3 separate regions of the Zea mays genome follow, and regions 1 and 2 are each linked to region 3. Evidence: chromatin contacts called from public Hi-C data. All regions are on one chromosome and are shown on one strand. Each heading gives the region's core, a stretch centred on a gene start, on an enhancer-like site or on the middle of the called end of the contact. The rest is flanking DNA. Distances are from core to core; before and after follow the strand shown. Region 1 holds the start of LOC100277440. Region 2 holds the start of LOC100285683 (appr-1-p processing enzyme family protein). Region 3 holds the start of LOC100283546 (proteasome subunit alpha type 5).

Region 1 (4,456 bases), core at 958-3,457, 170 kb after region 3:
AACAAATCCAATCAGGGGAGGCTACTAAATACACGAGTAAACCAATCAGGCTAACTACAATGAGAAGAGAGCATTGGTAGCAAGCTACAACCTCACTCGCTACCCAGTCTTACAAACCAATGGTGATATATGGTATGAAGTGAAGGTCCAACACTTGTTATAATAAATTGAAGGTCCAACACTTCTTAAAACAGATGGTCCCAAACAGAAACTTGGAAGAAAATGTTTTGGAGTGCAGAAATTTAGACAAAAACAGAAACTTGAAAGCAAATAGAGCCTAAATGATGCTCTCCAGTGCCGCCTCGTTGAAGCCGTTGTCCATACAAACAAATAACTACTACTGTTCGATTCATAATATCTTAAATTTATGTCATCCCTTCTTCTCATATCAGATCTGCATTTACTGTCATCATCAAATAACTACTACTGAAGAACAAGTGTTCTAATCCAAGATCAAAGCGAAACGACCATTGTTTGTTGGCAAAGCAAACCCATTAATATTTTTAATTGATATTTAAACATTTAATTAAGACACGGACTAAACTTAGGCCATCCTGTTCCCTGCAAAAAGTTCAGAAAGCGCTATCACGAAATGGCGCGTTCCAGCTGTTCCCTGCGTGTTTTTTTCTTCGCGAGCCATCCATCCTCTTGATACATGCAGAGCCCTTCGTGAAGATCCATACTAGCTACATGCAGAGCCCTGCGTGTTGGCAATAGACCCAGCAGATCGTAGCAACCATCTGTATGGGCAGACAGATCCATACTAGCTACTGTTGTGAAGATCGATAAATTGAAGATCGATAAATTGATAGAGGAATTAGAGGAGTTTGATGAGGAGGTGGAGGAGAAAGGCGTGAGTACCGGCGAGAAGTAGCCACCGAAGGGATCCACGAGACGCTGGTCAGCAGGTGAAGAAGCCACCGCCAGATCGTGTCGTAGTCGCCTTCGTCCCGTACCAGCTTCCGGAGCGCCTCCGTCTACGTCGCCATAGCTACCGGAGCGCCTCCGTCTCGAAGCCCGCTGCAGCTGCCGGAGCGCCTCCGTCTCGAAGCCCGCTGCAGATCCGTCTCGAAGCCCGCTGGAGCTGCCTCGCGCGCCGCCAACGAGAGGCGAGGGTTCTTTCCACACCGAAGGGACGAGGTCTGTATCCCGGTCGGGCTGAGGTGGAAACGGCCGGGGTGGGCTGGGGTTCACGCCCGAGCGGGTTTAAACGAACACTGCTACTAGGTGGGCCGGGATTTCATCCATGGGGGTCCAATCCAAGTGGGTTTCTTTCCAATCCAGACTGTTCCCAGCCTAAGCGAACAAGGCCTCACAGTGAACCGCCACCAAAAGATCGCAAGACAAGAGGGGAGATAAGCCTTGCTTTCCCTAGTGCCTTCGCCTCAAGCCATAGCTGTAAGTACCACGGGGGACGTCTAATCCTTTAGAAAGTATATAAATTAATAGAGGGGCGACTTAAACCAATACCTAAGGGGATGGAAGAATCGTTAAAAAAACTCACACGCGCTTTCAAGAAATCGAGCGCCCCTAGTTTTACGTTTCACGAGGCTGCAACAGGGACGAAATCATTAAGCACATCGGCAATAAATGAGCCTTCTCAGTCTCATCCATTGTATGGTATGACGAAATTTAGAGTGCATAGTTGGAGATATTGAATATATAGAGGATGGAATTTTTTAGAGGATACTATAAATAATGGAGAATATTTGGGTAAAGGATAAAATTTAGGAGGACACTGTTGGAAATAGTGAAGTTGGTCGTTTTAGCTAAAAACGACTGCAACTGTCTGTATTGCAGTTCAACCTATAGCAACGTTAGGTTAAAAAAATTCAGCCGTAGCCACAACTACACCAAAAAAGCTGAGTGTAACATTGTTGAACCTGGGTTTAGTTTCAACAAATGCTCGTATCTATATGTCTCTTAATATCTATCCCACTTTGGATTTTGGGATTCTACTTCTAGAAACTAAATACACAGTCTAAAATAAGGCTGTCCACAAAAGATCGTGTAAAATAATATATTTTTACTGTAAATTACACTATTTATAGAGTGAATTTTAAAATAAGAGATGAGATATGATAACTGTTGAAGACAGCCTAATATCAGATACACGTGGTAGTCCAAGATGTGATGATACGGGCAACCAATTAGACGGTTAGTCACAGAGGATCCTACTAGTGCACGTGTCGCTAGTGGCCCACCTCACTCGCACGCAGGCTGTGCGGCACACGGACAGTGCGCGGTGGCCGTGCACCCAGCCACCCACCAGGGCACCAGGCCATCGTGACGAGCCGCGCGCTAGGCGCACGAGCGCGAACACGAACACGAACACCATAACGCGGCGGCCATGGTGGGCGGCGGCGGCGACCCAAGGCCGGAGGACGAGCCCTTCTCCGACGGAGACGCCACGGAGTCGGACACCGACGAGTCTCCTCCGCAGGGGATTAGTGCTCGCCGCCCCGGCGCCACCACTAACCCGATCCTGACTCGCCTCGCGGTGTCGCGGAACCCGAGCCCGCTGGCCGCGGCCACCGCGGCCCCCGGGGTGTGCCTCCTCCGCTTCGCCTGGGAGTCCGCCGCGGGATCCCTCGTCGGCGCCGTTGTCGGATACGGTAAACCCACGCGCTTGTCGTCTGCACTCTTTGCTTGCCCCGTTTGAATGGAATCTCGCGCTAGGGTTTATAGATCAGGGATCGCGAGGTAGTTTGTGGTCGTGGCGCCATTTCGAGGCCTCATGTACGTACCTAGAAGAATGAGGATTTTGGTGTGGATTTGGTTACGTTTCCCCGACTCTAGGCCCCCGAATGGAGTTGGCAGTGTTGTTTATTATGGACATTGTTCACCCTGCGGGTAGACAGATAGATATTTGTGCTGTGGTGCTCTTTAGTTTACAATTCTGCTTAGGATTGCTTACATTTATCTACAGTTCACCTTTTAGATTTTTCTCTTGTTAGATTAATGCTATGCTGTCAGAGTTTCTAGAGATTTTAGAGGAGATTTGACTCCAGCGGGACACTTTAAAGGTCCGTTTGGTTGGGGAGCAAGGTGGAATGGAGCCGCTCTATTTTAGTGAACGGAGCGGGATGGAGCGGAGCGATTCTAAATCGGGAATATTTTCATCAGATTCGGGACGAGCTCGCTCGAAAAGATTGGTGGAATCTCACCGTTCTACTTCTCCCTCTCTCTTTACAGTGGGCCCAACCAGAAAATGGAACGATTCCAATCCACTCTTAGAATGTGGAATGGAGCCGCTCCACTCTCGAAATCTGGAATGGACGGCTTCGCTCCCGTGGCTCCCAACCAAACGGACCCTAAGTTACACCCATGCCAGCACATGCCTCTTGAACTCTTTTGGCTAACCATGTGAAATTTAACCATTTGGTTTTAGTGAATGTGTAAATTTACTTGGAAATGCAGGGTAAAAAATCATCCTCTGTTTTTATTCACTTGATCTAGTTCCTGAGTCCTGACCATGTAACTGTACAGTGGTTTACTGTTGGTTGTATTCACAAATCAGGTAAGGACTACAAATAAATGTATTAATGTAATATCAACTCTGTAAATGAAGAAATACTGTTCCAGAGTCAGTTTTTCCCTTACTGGAAGATATTACTTAACTGCTGATCTGCTCTCTTGGGCAGAGACTTTGAGCGTTGCATGGGCGTTTGTGCTATCTGAAAGAGTGAAGAATCCCAAAATACAGACAATCTGTATTCAATATGTTTTCAACTTATTGTATGTGCATAATTCATAATTGAACACTTAGTTGGTGGGTTCCTTCTAGCACAGGTTTCATATGCTAGATCTATTTTTGAATGAAAGAATGTCTGTAAGTGTGTTTTAGGTGCTGCTTTGTCATTCTACCTGCCCTACATGGTGGAGAATTAGCTGTGTCTGCGAGAATGGGTCTCCTTGCAGCCCTAAGCAATTGGGGGTGGAGGGCCTACGCTAATGATCAGGTTGGATAAATATGAATCATAAACATGAATTAAGGCTTCATATGGCTATGTCCAGCAGCGTGAGGATTCAGTTGTGGATGTGTATTGCAGGCCAGATTTCCATGATATCACCATCTATCTACAGCATACACCATAATTCATGCCAATCAGACAATATCTTTTGTTCGTATCTTAGCCTGCATCACCACAACACAGAGCTAATCGAACAAAACCTTGATTTGTATTCTCTTGTCTAAACCAATTTGGACACTTTTGAGTTTTTATTGGAAAAAGTCCAAATTACTTCCCACCTGTGGATAAAAGTTCATATAGCCCCCTAAAGTATTTTTTTGGTTTATTTTATCCCTTCACTTCTTTGAGTTGGTTCAGTTTACCCTTTAACAAAATTTGTCCTTTTCATTTCTCCATGTACAAGTTGAAATTCAAATTCATATTTTCTGAGGTCATTGAGGACATCATAACTTATGTTAGAAAAAAAATTGTTAAGATTTTTT
Region 2 (4,159 bases), core at 662-3,161, 250 kb after region 3:
CCCCTCAATCCCCTCCATTCCCCATGCGACCAAACAAGCCCTTAATGTTAAACTTGTAAATACCCTTTTTCATAATAAATAGGAGTACCTTTCAAGGCCATTCTCAATGAGCAGTTCTAGACAAGACCTGTAGCAGTGGCTAAGCGCATTCTCTGCAGCTGTGTGATACTTTACAGCATATTTTGGGCCCACAGTATGGATGACCTTCCTACATAACCAGATAATTAACTTTTGAGCTTAACGTTGAGCATTAAAGTTCTGATGTGATATGTTTCAAGCAAATGATTCTCAAATATCAAGGTTCAAACAAATGAATTTTATAAGTTTAAACTAGTCACCCATAGTTACCTGCAATAGGTCTTTCAGGAATAAACTTAACTACTTAAGCATATGCCAGAAGAAAATAATAGCCTTATTGTATGAAGGTCAATCCAGAAGCACATAATGGTTCATATCTTCCTCAGACAATTAGTAAGAAATAAACATGCTCTGAAATTACCATCACATCACCTAAATTAGAGGCTATAACACTATAATCACTTATTTCACTCCTATATAATCACCACAGATATACCTATAATGAAATATGCGCATCGCATATGCATGGTTCTTTTACAACCAAAAGCTAATGATCGAAGTAGGGGGAAATGACTCGCAAACTTCCCTCACTCTGTCTGCGACAAGTGTGCCTTGTGTGTTTTGTAAGCAAGACTAGATCTCATGTCAAAATTTTGGTAAAGCGAATTAATCTAGCTAACCGTGACAATTAAGATTTTCACTGGCAAGTTGTAATTTGTAACTTATTACAGAAGTGCCCAAAATCCATACTATTTGAAATCAGCAATATCATGACCTTTGCCTGTGGGTGGGGGGGTCCTGTATCACCTAAAGGGGCTCATGCTTATTCAGCATTACAAATTACAATTACCAGAAAACAATGTTGTTGGTGGACACTACAAAGCCATCAGTAGTATGTAATCTGATGCAACATCTAAAGCCACCAGCCACCAATCAAATAAAATGACATACCTGGCAGGCAAATCATAAGCATTTGTCATCTTAGCCATCCCAGTGCGGCAGCCACCCTGCAGAGTGCAGACCAGTCACAAACGAAAAGCCACCTTACAATCCCCATTTTAGCAGCCGAATTAGGAAGCACATCCAGCGTTAAACAGTACCAGGGTGGCGCACTCCTCGGCGAGCCCCGAACCTGCAGCAGCGTGGAGCCCAGGACTGCTATGAGCTTCGTCCAAGTTCTACACAACCTCAGAAGTAATGGCCATCAGTATCTCGATTGAAGCATTTCATAGCTTGATTGAACAACCGAGGAGAGAATCCCGACCTCGTTGGTGGAGTTGACGACGGCGTCGACCTCGAGGTTCCACGGATGGCCTCGCCAGAGGTAGATCTTCGAGTTGATCTCGTAATCGACGGGGAACCGCGACGCGCCACGGCCCCCGGCCCCCGCGGCCGCGTCGTCGCCGGTGAGCGGGTCGGAGAAGGAGAGGAAGGACGAGGCCGGGGTCTCGGATCCGGCGGCGGTGGGGGACAGCAGGGAGATGCGCTGGTCCGGGTCGCTCCAGCGCGGAACCTGGTCGAGCGTCACGGCCGGCTCAACCCCGCCGACGCCCGGCGCCATGGCCTCCACCGCCGCGGCCGTCGGGGAGGCGGATGCCGAAGCCGCCTCCGGCGAGCGGTGCTGCATGGCTATGGCCGGATCAGAACCGCGAGGGCATGGAGGACGTGTGCTGGAGGCTGGAGCGATAGAAGGAGATGCGCGCGAAGCGGGAGGAGGCGGAGGTGACCGGTGTGAGCGAAGCTCGGGGGATCGAAGCGACGGGACGGGGGAGGAGAGAGAAAGTAGATTAGATAGATGAGTACAATTAAATTTCTCAATAATTGTTCCTGTCTGCAGAAATTGTAGATTCAAGTAGCGTCTTGGTCCAAAAAATAATTTAAAATTAAAGTGACCTACACAAAAAAAAATTAAAATTAGAGGCATACGGCTCAAACATATATTAAACTACAGATAATACACTTTATTTTAGCTAAAACAAACCTATATTAAATTATAGATAATATAGTTTATCTTAGCTAAAGACTGAGAAAGATATAAGTTGAAAAGGAGACTCGACTTCTAGTCCTGTTTGGGAGCACTATCCTGTGGATGGCTTCGTGTCGTATTGGGTTTGATGTTTTCTCACGAGCCATCTGAGAGGTAACGACCTAGGTCTTGTGAGTTCGAGTAGAAAAAGTATAAGGACTTTTTTTTGCAAAATAAACGACGATAAAAATTAGAAAAAAACGTTTAATAACAGTAGGGAAGATAAGTTTCCACGGTTGCACGATTTTCATCATCATCGTGATCTTCCACATTAAAATGGACAATCCAAATGTTTCTTCACGATCCGTTTGAGCTCTTAATTAATTAATTTTAGTTTAAAATAAATAGATAGCCCAATCCTAATAGAATTTGGTCCTTAAATTTTATAGCTATAAAATTTAGGGTATGTTTGGAACCATGTAGCTGATAGTAATCTAGCTAATAAATTGTTAGCTAGATTGAGACGACTAATGAACTAAATGTTAGTTGTGAGTTAACTAACAGTTAACTGAGGTATTAACCAGAGGTGTTTCGAATTTTTATAGCTTATTTTAACAGCTAATTATTAGCTCTAGAAGTATAGGTTATATATGATCAAAATAAAACTGGGTTGTTTTGTAGGTGCCTCGTTAAAAACCTTTGGTCAAAAGAAAAAAAAGAGTACAACCAGCTCAGAAATATTTAATATTTTGTGGGCTTTGATAGACCCTATATAAATGGCCATGCCAGATCAATCTGTGTGCTCGAGTTGAGGCTCAAACACGACGCACACATTATGTTGTGTCAGTCTAGGCCCACGATTAATCTAGGTCGTGTCAGACTTAGGTCGTGCCTCCAATTTCATGCTTTTGGCCAGCCCGTTAGACACGGTCCAAATATACATGTATAGGGTTAGCCTTGTAGGATTGGGTACGTTTCGTTGAGTACATTTGTGTTTACTGATGTCGCCAGTGCTAGCTAGATTGAATAGGTGGGCTCTGTTCTGTTTTGTGTGTTCCACATTCTTGCCATCCTTAGTGGATTTTTATTATCACCCACTGAAATGGACTTGTTGGTGTGTTATCGTGTCAATGTCCCAATTTTGTAATAAATTTTAAATCCATTGTAGCCATAATCGTATAAATACACTTTCCATCACTTGAAACGGCGTTTCAAATGCCTAAACTTTCGCTAATATAATCGGTGGAAAATTTCTTTTCACCTAAAAATTATATCATTCTCATGTCTCATAAACTATTATAGTGTCCATGCGTTGTGACAGCACACATTACAATTCCCTATCTGAATCAATAACCAAAATAGGAACCAAACGATACACACCAATATATATTTTATATATGTGTATATGTTACTCCTTATACTTTTTGCATGCATAAACTATTATAGTGTCCATGCGTTGTGGCGGCGGAAATGGTGAATTCTCTCATGGGGATGTAGGACCACATCAAGCTTACGCAGGACTACACACTCAAGGGCCTATACGACACCTCCATCATCTTCTTCACCGACACCATCGCCTAGATCAACAAGTGAGCTTCATGTAATCCTTTGACCTAGGTTCCCTAGTTGCCCTATTACGTCGTGGATTCAATCACTATCAAGACACTACGACGAATTGGCGATCGCTTGGTGTGGATCTGCGGAGAGGGCGAGAGAGGGAGACGCGAGGAGGGAGTGGAGGGAATGAAGCGGGCACATGACTGGTGGGAGTGAGGAAGAAGGGTGGGCACGACGAGGGAGCTAGCTTGGGGTGGGGGTTTATAATGTGATGTTTGTCTCTAGCGAGAGATAAGGTGTATTCATATGTCAGCATCATTACCCCCTCAGTTTGTTAGGCGAGACACGAAGAAGAGGAACAAATCTACATGCTTCGTGTGTGACACGCACCGACGTGGAAACGATGGAATAGTGTGTTAGACATCCAAGAGCTAAGCAAACATGTGCATACACAAGAGCAACACATCCAAGTGATCAAAGAGTCCCAAGTGCAACAAATTGAGTAGAGAGCTAGACTTAGCCTTGTCTTGTGAGAAAAAGAGCTAGAGCACTTGTGTG
Region 3 (4,475 bases), core at 1,147-3,646:
GAGCACGACACACAGATTTACGTGGAAAACCCTTCAATGAGAAGGGAAAAACCACAGACACCAGCCATGCGAAACCTTCACTATATGTGGAGTGTTTATAGAACGCCGTCCGTAGACCGCGGGGGCTCCGGCCCCCGCACCCCCTGGCGTGCTGGGCTGCTGGCCGATGGGCCAGTTGGCGTTGCTACGCTCTCCAACACAGCCTCCATATGAAGATTGAAGAATTTGGATCTCAAACTCAACAGCCACCACTCTGCTGCGCTTTGACAAAGCGAAAGGCCACTGCCCTACCACGTGTAAAGCCTACGGGTGGACGGACGCAGGTGGACATGCAGCAGAGGCGCGAATACAAAGCATAGCGCGGGAAAAGAAAACTCGTATGGATTGGGAGCAATCACATCGGCGGAAATATGCGCAGGGAGAAGCCCAGTTTACGTGTGCGAAGCAATTGGGTGCCGGTCTAGGGAGCTATTGGAGCTCTGTTTTCTTTTTCTTTTTTTCCTATTATATGGTTTAGGAATTGGATATTGAGACTTGTTGGAGTTGCTCTAACAAGACACACAACCATAAAACATTACAAATCACAAACCTAAATTAGTAAGAACAAGTGAGACATCTCCAGAGTTGAGACTTCATCATATAACACTCTCCATTCATAAATCCAAGTAATTTGTTAATCCTAAGAAACCCACCTACTCCCTTTCAGCTTCTGCACTCACACAGCTGTCAAACCCCCAAATCTAGCCCCGTCCCGACACAAAAAAAAACATATACTTCTGATGACACACAGTGAACCCGCACACAGCCAGTCGGCATCTTGGCACCCTCGCTGCTCAGATTCAATCCAGCACCTCGCCCTCTACCTACAAGTGTTCACCTAAACAGCATTTAAACAGTAAACAACGGACACCTATTCAGTTTAGGCCAATAGGCCATAAATGGCCATGCAAACGGTCTAGGATATTTCAGAGATTGAAGAAGTGAAATGAACATGGATGCCCCTATTTAGGGGTTGTTTGATTATTAAAGGGCTGTGGAGGAGGGTTGATTTATACATGCCCCCACTGCCTGCCTAAGTGCCACGATGACATGTTTTGTGGGACAAATTCGAATCCTAGAATGCCAGGGACAAGGGTAGTATCAGCTATGTCCATCATTTGTCTTTTTATGTCACTATTTATAATTCTCTAGTTGCTAGAATACTTATCTTTACATTTTTATTATTGACACCATGCAAAATCGATGTTTAAAGGCTAACCAATGGGTGAGGTCCTTGTTGGGGGTGAGCCTCTGCCGAAGGTCCACAAAACTAACCAGTTTTAATGATATAATGATTCGTTTCAGGGATAACCAGTCATCTTTGTCACCAAAGCAGATGAAAGCTTCGACAATATTATTTAGCCAAAGCACTCTCTAGTGCGTGGAACAAGCAACAGGGAGACGAAGGAGGAATTGAGCAGCATGCACGTCACGGTTACAAGAGGAAATGACGGAGATACCCTTAGTGGATTTCGTAATTTGTATGTATAGGGTTTAAGGACATGATTGTAGTTTTAAACGAGGCTATGCGTCAGGTTGCCACTATAAGTCTATAAATAGAGGTACAGTGTTATGCATTGGAGGAGAGAGCATTCTTTGCAGGATCACTCAGCCTCTGAAGATAAATAACGTTTGTACCTTCGAATTGTCGACTGAGTTTCAAAAGGTATCTCTGTAACCATTTGCAACTATGGAAAAATAAATAAAAGGTGTCTCAGATGTGTTAAGCTCATCAAGCATTCACAAATGTCCTTCTTCCTTTAATCTATCTCTCCATAAGGGGGTAGACTGAAGGAAGGAAGGCCTTATTACTTTAATTGTGTTGCCCTGTTTTGGTTCTCTACATGAATGTAAACATGTGACCAACAGTCCTGTTTAGCATTTAGGCTGACACTAGCTACGACCCCCAAACAGAGACGCAAGAGAAATCTCACCTTGATGGCCTCGATGGCGTACTCGACCTGGAACAGCCGCCCCTCCGGAGAGAAGGTGTTCACCCCGCGGTCGTACTCCGTCCTGCAAGAACTCGCACGCAGAGAAATCTCAGCCGCATCAGACACCAGATGCGCCGCCGACTGAACGAATCGAGGTAGGGTTTAGAGAAACGAAAAGCAGAACACCAGATGGATCGGGTACCTCGTGAGAAACATCCTGTCGGAAACAGCGGCAGATGCAGGATGGAGAAAGGACTCGGCGTCGGCGCGGCGGCGCCTCCCTCACTCACTCTCTCTCTCTCTCTCTCTCTCTCTCTCTCTCTCTCTCTCTCTCTCTCTCTCTCTCGCTCTCTCTCTCTCTCTCTCTCTCTCTCTCTCTCGCAGCCTCGCTTTTGATGGGTTCTGTTCTGAGCTTCTTGCGAACGAAGTTGAAAGAGAGACGTGATGACGGCGAGATGTTAACGGAGACGGCGCATCGTGAAGATTTCAGGCGGGTCCCACGTGCCCCGCAGACGGTCCTAGGCTCCTAGCTGCAGAGAGGAGTTGGGCCGTGACAGAACATGGAAAGCGCGGGTGGGCCGAGCAGGTGGACCGCAGACCATGCCGTCCCTCGTCCGAGTCTTCGAGATCACTGAACTAGGAATCTAGGATCACACGGTCACATTTTAAAAACTACGAGTTTATGTATGGGTTTATTACCGTAGGGAGTATGCGAGTTTGATTCTCAACTCAAAGTTTTTTTTTCTCGCAGGTATAAAAAGTGTATCCGTGTCCGCTAACCCGTTTACCCATATATATTTTTTATGTGTGTATATTATATACAATGCGGGTACACATATATTGTACATAATCTTCTACTAGATGTGTGCCCATGCGTTGCAACGGGAACATATAATATCATTATAACTTATATATAAATGTGTTACATTGTTATGAGAAGATTTTGTAATCCATTGGTGATCCTGCCTATACATATAAATTTTGTTATTTCAATCTACCTGTTTCACAACTACATTGCAACCATCAATATCATGTAGACCTATATATATTATAGTTAGGTGTCTGTGCGTTGCGACGACTCACAAATCTATTACTACTCTATAAGACCCTATTGTAGGCGTTCACAAGTGCACCGTGGTTCTGCCCGTCCTCCCCCTCGTGCAATCCCACGAATCATCGCCACTCTCGTTAAAGATGAGGGAGCCCTGCACATCGCCACTCTCGTTAATGAGCCTTACAATAGCCTCATATAACAGTATGCCAACAAGTAGCCATATAAGCCGAATGGAGACCAAGGCACCAAGAATCTCAATCCAGAAGAACCCATATGACTGTTGCGGTGTTGCTTCCCATCCAGCAGCGCAGAGAGAGAATTACAATAATGGCAAATTCTGCCACATCAGAAAGAAGGTGTGCCGCATCAGTTAAGATGGCAAGACTGTTTGCTTTGATGCCCCCCGACCACTTCCACCGTCATGAATATGATGCAAAGGATAACTGTGATTATAAGCTTCCTCATGGACATGGATCTCTCCTTGGCATCTTTCGAGGAGTTACTGGAATCAAAGAAATAACAGGCAGCACCCTTGCAAAATTTGTTCCCTGCTGCAACAGAAGCTGATGCTGAGATGTCCATTTTCACTTCAGCAATCTGAGAATGTAATGGATTATGGTTTTCCATCTGAAACTAAGATAAAAAAAATAAAATTAATACACATCAACAAAGACGATGATAGATGCATAGCTGAAATGTCAGTCTAAGAAAATTTGTTATATGCATTTCAATTCTTGCTACAGCTGGTGTGGAAATTGAAGGGGCAGACAATCTATTTGTGCCACTAAAAGAGCAAAACTGTAAGAAGAGTAGCACTGTCATTAGGGGTGGATAACGAGCCAGCTCGGCTCGGCTCGTCCGAGTTCGAGCTGGCTCATTAAGCTAACGAGCCAGCTCGGCTCGGCTCGTTAAGGTAACGAGCCACAGAGTCAGCTCGGCTCGGCTCGTTTACGAGCTCGAGCTGGCTCGTTTAGCTCGCGAGCCAGAGCAGAAAAAAATTAATATATACATAATAATTATTTTTAGTTAATTTTAAACTAATTTAACAATAGAAATTAGTAATTATACTCATAGTTTCACAAACCACGTCAATGTAACACCAAATTAGCACAATTCATCACTCATTAATTCACAATTCACATACATGTTCATCAGTTTAACCCATAATTATATTTGCATAGACCAAATTAACACATAAACATAGTTCATTAATCATTAGTTTAATTCATAGGCCATAGACACATCACATATATATAACATGTTCATCAATTATTCTGTAAATGGTATGTATATAGTTTCGTTTTGCTCGAAGATGGTAGCTCGTTTAGCTCGCGAGCTGGCTCGTTAACGAATCGAGCTGGCTCGTTAACGAACCGAGCTAGGATGTCAGCTCAGCTCGTGAAAAAATTCAAACGAGCCGATCCGAGCCGAGCCGAGCTGACCCTGAA

Evidence for each region. A called contact is a pair of places that touch in the nucleus more often than the background predicts.
Region 1: a Hi-C map of leaf shows a contact between it and region 3, with 6 times the contacts expected there. The contact joins the promoter of LOC100277440 here to the promoter of LOC100283546 in region 3. A contact is called at or near these places in 6 of 25 Hi-C or Micro-C datasets (bundle sheath, ear, endosperm and 2 more).
Region 2: a Hi-C map of leaf shows a contact between it and region 3, with 4 times the contacts expected there. The contact joins the promoter of LOC100285683 here to the promoter of LOC100283546 in region 3. A contact is called at or near these places in 2 of 25 Hi-C or Micro-C datasets (ear and leaf).

What each region holds. Positions count from the first base shown.
Region 1 is chr1:11,251,872-11,256,327 of Zm-B73-REFERENCE-NAM-5.0, forward strand. It overlaps LOC100277440, which reads left to right and starts at 2,208. Exons shown (of 5, transcript NM_001367325.1): 1 at 2,208-2,615. The coding sequence starts at 2,351. It overlaps LOC103631732, which reads right to left and starts at 2,338. Exons shown (of 4, transcript XM_020540804.1): 1 at 2,210-2,338. The coding sequence starts at 2,338.
Region 2 is chr1:11,332,117-11,336,275 of Zm-B73-REFERENCE-NAM-5.0, forward strand. It overlaps LOC100285683 (appr-1-p processing enzyme family protein), which reads right to left and starts at 1,912. Exons shown (of 14, transcript NM_001158574.2): 1 at 1,343-1,912; 2 at 1,179-1,256; 3 at 1,030-1,085; 4 at 89-208. The coding sequence starts at 1,705.
Region 3 is chr1:11,083,033-11,087,507 of Zm-B73-REFERENCE-NAM-5.0, forward strand. It overlaps LOC100283546 (proteasome subunit alpha type 5), which reads right to left and starts at 2,397. Exons shown (of 9, transcript NM_001156446.1): 1 at 2,176-2,397; 2 at 1,974-2,055. The coding sequence starts at 2,189.